Linked DNA regions of Mus musculus: region 1 is linked to region 2. Evidence: chromatin contacts called from public Hi-C data. All regions are on one chromosome and are shown on one strand. The core of a region is the stretch at or near the end of the contact, and the rest is flanking DNA. Distances in the headings are between cores, read along the strand shown. Region 1 holds the start of Nphp3 (nephronophthisis 3 (adolescent)). Region 2 holds the start of Ppp2r3a (protein phosphatase 2, regulatory subunit B'', alpha).

Region 1 (3,515 bases), core at 465-2,964, 2.8 Mb before region 2:
AATGTGAGGGAGTTTTCTCACGATGATGCAGGTAAGAAAGGAACAACAGGTTTCACAGGGAATTGGAACTGCTGATCTGTGATCTGTGACATCTGTCTGTCAGTCCTCCCTGCACTGGCCTCTTTATCCTGCTAACCCCTTCTCCCTGCAATTCACATGGTTCTTAGTGGGCAGTGGTGCACATACATGACATCATACACGAGGGACACGCAAGTCCACTTTATAAGGGCAAGCACATTGGTCTCCCAGTAGAAAGTGAGGCGAGCAGGGAGCTGAGGGTGAGAACAGCTTCCCAGATAATATGCTAATAGCCCAGCAGATTCTGAAGGGCTTCATAGCTTATGGGAATGATGCCCTACTAGAAGGAAGGAGCCTTCTTTTACAAAAAAATCTGTGATGTTTATTTAAGTTCTGATGTGCCGGGAGCTCTTGGGCTGTCAGAGATCCCTCTCACAGAAAAGAAAGGTATAAACAAATGACCACCAGAGAGGCTCCGAACCCACGGCATATAGTCCCATATTTTTACTCCGAGAAGTTCTGCTTTACCTAGTATCCGAATGAATCAAAGGCGATCTGTTATAAGGCCTACAATAGCATTGCAGTAACTGTTTAGTCCATTAACTAAATGGACTAAGAGAGTTTGAGTACTCTCAGGGAAGACTTTTAATCACAACAGTTAAAAACCATAAAATCAGGAGGTTTCCAGAAAAATTCCTATCGTATCATTAAACCCCAGAATCTGCCGAACTTCGCGAAGAAAACTAACCCAAGAACTCCATTTTGGAGATACCTAAAACCGGGAGGAGTTTGTGTGTAGTTGCTCTGAGAAATTTTTCGACTTCAGGACTTGGGTTGATTCAACGTGTCTTAATGAATGAACCGTAAATTGAAAGGGGCAGGGGAAGATGCTGATAAGAAATTAGTTTACACTCAAATAATGATTCCACATAAAGGAGGAGCAGCTTTTGCACAATTTAGAAAACAACTTGGTTTGTAGCTGGGGTAGGATGGTGGTGCCACCAAGCGGCTGAGCGGTGCGCTCGGGTCTCAGTTTCCTCAGAGCCTCCCGCTTGCGACGCTCTCGGTCCCGCGTTACCTGCAGCTCCGCCCGCAGCCGCTTGTTCTCCGTGTCCAGCTTGGCCTCTCGGCGGCCCATGGACAGCAACTCCTGGTTCTTGCTGACCCGGAAGATCTCATACTCTTTCTTGAGCCGCTCGAACTCGGCCGCCGCATACTCTAGCTCGGGCACAGACGAGCCGGTGGACTTGAAGCTGGCGCCCAGCAGCCCGCCGCCCCCTGCCGCGCGAGGCAGCGACCCGGGCCCGGCTCCCGCGCCCCTGCGGAACGAGCTGCGCAGCAGGCGGGCCTTGGGTTTCACTTCCACCGGGATCTCGCAGGCCTCGCCGCCGCCTGCCCCGTACGTGTCCTCGATCACCTCCCCGCCAGTGGGACTCACCAGCGACGAGGCTGTGCCCATGATGCCCGCGGCCGGCTGAGGCTGAGAGTCGGCTGGGTGCCAGGAGGAGGCGGGACCAGGAGGGCGGGGCCTGTCAAGCGGGGCGGAGCGCCGCAGGGAGAAACCAAAATCAGAGAGGAGCGTGGCCAGGAGCAGGGAGGTGGCCGGGGCGTGGCCAGGCCTTAAGGGCGGGGCCTAGATGGTGGGGCGAGGTGCTGTAGAGGAGAGGGCGGAGTTTGGAGGGAAGAGCGGAGCAGTAAGTGAGCCGGGCCTGGTGATTGGGGAGAAGGGCGTAACGTGGCAACTAGAGGGGCGTGGTGTTGAAGAAGAGTGGCCGTCTTGAGAAGGGGCGGAGCCATACTTTCGGGGCGTGGCCGAGCAAGCTGGGGATGTTAAGGCTAACAGAGAGGGGTGGGACGTAGCAGCGAGAGGAGGTGTGGTCAGTTGAGAAGAGCAGTGCCCAGAGAGAGTGTCGGGCCAGATTTTAGGGTCGTAGCCCGGTAAGTGGGGCGTAAGGCAGCAGCAGAAGAAAGAGAAAACCAGTCAGAGAGTCGGAGAGGTGGTCCTGGCTGGACAACGAGAGGGGGAGTGGCCAGGAGTCCTGTGGGGCGGAGCCAGGCTTTGGGGGCGTGACCAGACACGCGGGGGCGTGCTCTTCTGAATGAGACCAGTAGAGGAGCTGGACAAGGGAGGGTTGAGAGAAATGAGACTCGGGAGGAGAGGAATGGGTATCACGGAGCTGGCGGCCCTGAGAACTTGCTTTGCAGGAGCAGGCGGCAGGACTGAGCTGGGCAAGCTGGGCGGTACCAGGAGATCCGGACATCCAGAAGGGAAGGTTCCAGACTAGGCCCAAACCTACAAGCTCTGCTCCCTCTGCGTGAACTTTGTCTCAGTGAGCAAGAACTAGATCACATACCCATCTGCCCCCGCTCTGCCGCAACTGTTTCTGTGGTCCTGACTAAAGGGCTCTTTTCTGGAGGCAGTTCAGTGCCTAGTGTGTCTCTCAGGAAACATGTAATAAATAATGCCAGCCAGGAAAGAACTTCGAAGCATCACCACTTGAACCCCCCCACCCCCGCGACCCTTCTCTCCCCCCACCCCCATCCTTGATAAGCTCAGGTTTTATAACGCCTGGCGATAAGGATGCCAGGGACCCTATTCTAGACGGAAGAAAATTGTTAAGTACAGGGTTTGCAGGAAGGGAACGCGTGCTACTGTTCCAAGTTGTCCTTGGTCTGCTAACTTATCTTCCTGCCCATCCCAGATTGGTACCCCAGGTTAGAGGGGACAGAAAAGTGAGCAGTGGCTTTGACTCAACACTGTTGTGAGCTGGGTGCTGGTAATCTTTATACTTGCCCTTTTCTTAGGCAGTCTCCGAATGCCAGCCACTCTCTCTGCCATCATCCTCATTACCGGGAGCCTCATTACCCAAGGGGGATATAATCTTATTCCAGTGCTTGCTTACTCCATCCCCAGCTGTAAGAAATCTGGTAGCATTTTAAGCATCAGTCCATGCAGAGCCTCCTTGGGCTGACCTAAGATAGTCTTTGGTGGCTCACTCCATCCACAGGCATCCCTAGGATTCTTGGAAAGCCAACTCTGAGATGTAGATAAGCAAGCAAGATGTCTACCAGAGAATGCTGGGTAGGTACCTGGGGCAAGGCAGGGGAATCAGTGCAAGGTTGCTCTGTGCAGCATTCCCAGCAAAGACCTCAGCCAACCCTGCAGAGACTTTTGAAGCTGGGACGGCCCTGGGGAGTTGTCCTAAGTTACCTTGGAGCTAGAACTTCAAACTTTTACTTAATCTAGCCATCTGCTCTCTTTAGCCGGTGGAGACTGATGGCTGAGAATAGTCTGCTGTCAGCACTGTCATGGCTGACATCCAATCTTTCACCCTTCATATCTATCACAAAGCAAACAGCCTTTCCTCCAAGGAACTCTGGGAATGCTGGTCCGTTTTAACTCCCACCCCACCCCCACAAATGCCCTGAACTCCTTCCCTCAAATTAGCTGGTCGTGTTTTCTCTGACCTCTTAGACACCCTTCTAGCCTTTGGACT
Region 2 (3,508 bases), core at 244-2,743:
GGCAGGGGGTAAGGTGTTGAAGTTCTGTGATTCTCTGTGTACTTCCTGTCCTTACCATCAAAAACTGTTCTGTGACCTTTGTCACTTCTTTGTGTCTTGCCCTTCCTTCTTCACAGGATTGTTCTGACACAAAAGAAGATATTCAACGCGGTATGGTGAAGGACTTTTAAAATAGGAAAGTATAAAGTTGGGTGTGTGATGGTTTTTCTTCTTTCAAGACAACGAAGACCACATTCTAGCTATTAAAAAGATTAACTTGGTGAAATGACTCAGGATGTAGAGCCTGTTTGAGGCAATTTTATATACATTTTTCTTTTAAAAATAAAAATATATTTCTTATAATCAACCTTACACATAGCTACAGAATGTGAAATTGTATACATTTTGTATGCACCATCTATACCTAAATGTATGTACACATCACATATGATTTCACATGTACACATAAGGCACTCTGTAAGCAACTGTTGTTTTGCTAAGAAATGTTGACAGAAAGGAAGAGATAAAACACGTACGCAGAGCCTGTTCTCACAGTTTGCCTAATGCCTGGCTCTTTAAAGTCTTATCTACATCTGGTTCTTCACCTCTACGTGACCAAATGTCACGTACTGTTCCTTCCCCTGACTGGCTTGCTTGTTTTACCTATGTGCTTACATAATGATTGATTGACTTTTTAATTTAGAATTGAACTGCATTATTTTTATTGTTTAGCTGTGGTACTCATGTAGCCCAGGTTGGCCTCAAAGTAGCAGCAATGTCACCAAAGTTCAAACACTTGGAACTTCTTGTTCTCTATCTAGCCTCCTCCACCTCTGCAGAGCTTTGCAGACATACATTACCTCTCCCAGTTTATGTGGTTTTATCCTCGTTTACTATACCAACGGGGTTACATCCCTAGCCCAGTCAGCCCATTTATTTCCCACTTTTAGTAAAAGCAAACCTCGCTTATTATTTTAGCTAGGGTCAAAGCTTAAGAAATCAAAATTGCAAATGTTTCAGAACACTCCATTAAGTTGTGCATTTGTTTTACATAGCTTTGTTTATTTAACAATTTTTATTCTGTTAACAATTCGCTTAAAATAAATAAATAAATAAACTCTTCGTTCAAAATTCACACAACTTGGGTTGAGCGAATAGGAGCATGCTGGTGTGGGCCACAGTAAGAGTGTAGACTGTAGTCAGATGGGATAGCCTCCCGGAAGAGCAGGACAGTTATCGAAGAGGACAGTAAGAAGGGTAATAAAAATAATGACGGCCATCATAAAGTGTATACTCTTAACATGAAATTCAGTCCCCAAATAGTGCGAATAGCCTTCTCCATTACACTAAGTAAATCACAGCGGCGGCCGAGGCGACGGCTCTCGCAGTGCCCCTCAGGGCCCCCTTTCGGAGGAAGGAGAGTGGGAGGAACCCAGCACGGCCAGGTGGGCGGGGCCGGGGCCGAGGGGGCGTGTCTGGTGGGCGGGCCTGTGGCGCTAGTGGGCGGGGCTGTGGCGCTGGCGGGCAGCTAAGCTGCTGGGCGGCTGGGCGGGGCGCGCTCAGGCCTCGGCTCCTCACGCGCGGCGTAAGCGGCCCAGACCCCGCGCTGCGGGAAGCCGGGGTGGCGTGTGCGCGTCGCCTGCGAGCCGAGGCAGCCGCGGGAGGAGGAGCAGCGGGCACTGAGGTAGGCGCACAGACGCGGGGCCTTAGGCCGGTTCTCCTTGGGAGCCCCCGGCCCTCCACGGGCTGGCGAGGCCGAGGGGCGGCGCACAGAGACCGGGGCGGGCGGGGCCGGGGGCGGGGTCTGGCCTGGCCGCAGGGGCCGCGCGCGGTGAAGGGACTCCTGGTGGAGCGCAGGCACGCCACGCCAGAGGACTCCCGGGGCTGGCGGCCGTGGAGAACGGTGGCCCGGGAGCTCCGCGGAGGAGGCCAGGGGGCCGGATGGCCGGCGCCTCCCACCTCGCGGGACGCCCGGGCCGGGAACTCGTTAACAGGAAAGCTTGGCAGGGCAGCAAATGCCAAGGTTCTGGAAGAACTGAGAGTCACGTCGTTAGGCGCTGAGGCTTTATTTTCCTTCCCCGCCCCCTGCCCGGCCTCGGCCCGACTTGGCCAAAGAAGGATGTGTCACCAGTTCGGGGCTGCGGGCGGGATCCCAGCCACTCTGGGCACAGGGGCACCTGAAACAAAGGTATCGGGCGACCGAGTGGCTGAGCTGCGAGCACCTCAGCCGGTCCCACGGTCGCGCCGGCCGGGCTGCAGGCTTGAGGGGCGTTCTCCTTGGGGACCGCTCGATGGAAACCAGCTGGCCCGGCTTGGAGTTGATGTTGCATCGGAACTGTGTTGTGCTCACATTATTTCCATTCCTCCCACTCTGATAAAGCCTAGGGAAATTTTATCCCGCTTGATGGTCTGCAGATGCAGAGGGGGGAGGACAAATTGCTGTTTGTAAATTATAAGGTATTTTCTTTGTAGAAAATAGTTTAAGAACATAGAATAAATGCTTGAACACGTAAGCGGAGAGGATGATTTGTAGTGCCTTTCAAAATTGGAAAAGAGTTCCTCCACGGATCTTCAGTTATGTACAAAACGTCCCCCGCCTCTTTGGTGCCAGGCATTTTTCTTTGTTCTTCCTTAGTGTCTGGCCTCAGTTTCTTGTAAACAGAGCATCAAGCACAGGGACCCTAAGAATTGCCATACTAGGTCAGAGCATGGGCGTCCAGCTAAGCAGGCAGCAGGCTCGTGTTGTAGTAAACACAGGGCTTTCCTTGGCATCGTTAAAAATTATCTCAGTTTCTTTCACTGGTCTCCATGACGATTACTGAAAGCGTTCTTAAAAATCTGTAGACGGCTCCTGATTTGCATGCAATTTATTCACGTTTATTGCATTCAAAAGGCTGTCTCACCACTTCTGACAAAACTTATGGCATGAGATACTCGTGAGAGGGGAAAAATGGATCTTTTACACAGCCTGGAAAGCTCAGGTCAGGAATACAAAGTTTTGCGGTTCTTTGGGGGTTTGTTTGTTTGATTTTTGTTTTGTTTATACACACACACACACACACACACACACACACACACACACTGGAAAAGTCTATCCCAAGGCCCATGTGGTTGGATTCAATGATAGCTTTAAACACCAACAACCTGAATAGTAGGCAGCTAATGCTTTAACATTCACACATATGATTTGCATATATTAAAAAGTAGCTTAGCATTTTACACAGTGACTATCTGGCTTTATCTTGGTCTAGGTAATCTGGCCTTAAGGTTCTGCTAAAACCTCGTATCCTCCGAGAGAGGAAATTTTGCTTGAGCAGGAAGGGAATAAGGTTGGGCAGTTCTGCAGTACAGACTATTTGAAGGTAATAACTTAAACTTGTCAGCCACACATTTCAGTTCCAGTTGAACAGGGCTCTGTCACCTTTCAACAAGTAACTCAAGTTTTCCGTCTCTGAAGCTCTTCTTGACATCCCCTTAGCTCTGCCTTACACCTCAGCAAAATAACCACAACAGAACCCCGCCAAGTAAG

The links. Hi-C and Micro-C count contacts between places; a contact is called where the count stands out from the background.
Region 1: a contact with region 2 is called in a Hi-C map of muscle stem cells, with 20 times the contacts expected there. The contact joins the promoter of Nphp3 here to the promoter of Ppp2r3a in region 2.

The regions. Positions count from the first base shown.
Region 1 is chr9:104,000,743-104,004,257 of GRCm38.p6, reverse strand. Nphp3 (nephronophthisis 3 (adolescent)) reads right to left here and starts at 1,714. Exons shown (of 27, transcript NM_028721.3): 1 at 1,097-1,714. The coding sequence starts at 1,477. Gm33054 (predicted gene, 33054) reads left to right here and starts at 1,899. Exons shown (of 2, transcript NR_168653.1): 1 at 1,899-1,956; 2 at 2,224-2,498.
Region 2 is chr9:101,249,817-101,253,324 of GRCm38.p6, reverse strand. It overlaps Ppp2r3a (protein phosphatase 2, regulatory subunit B'', alpha), which reads left to right and starts at 1,493. Exons shown (of 14, transcript NM_001161362.3): 1 at 1,493-1,663.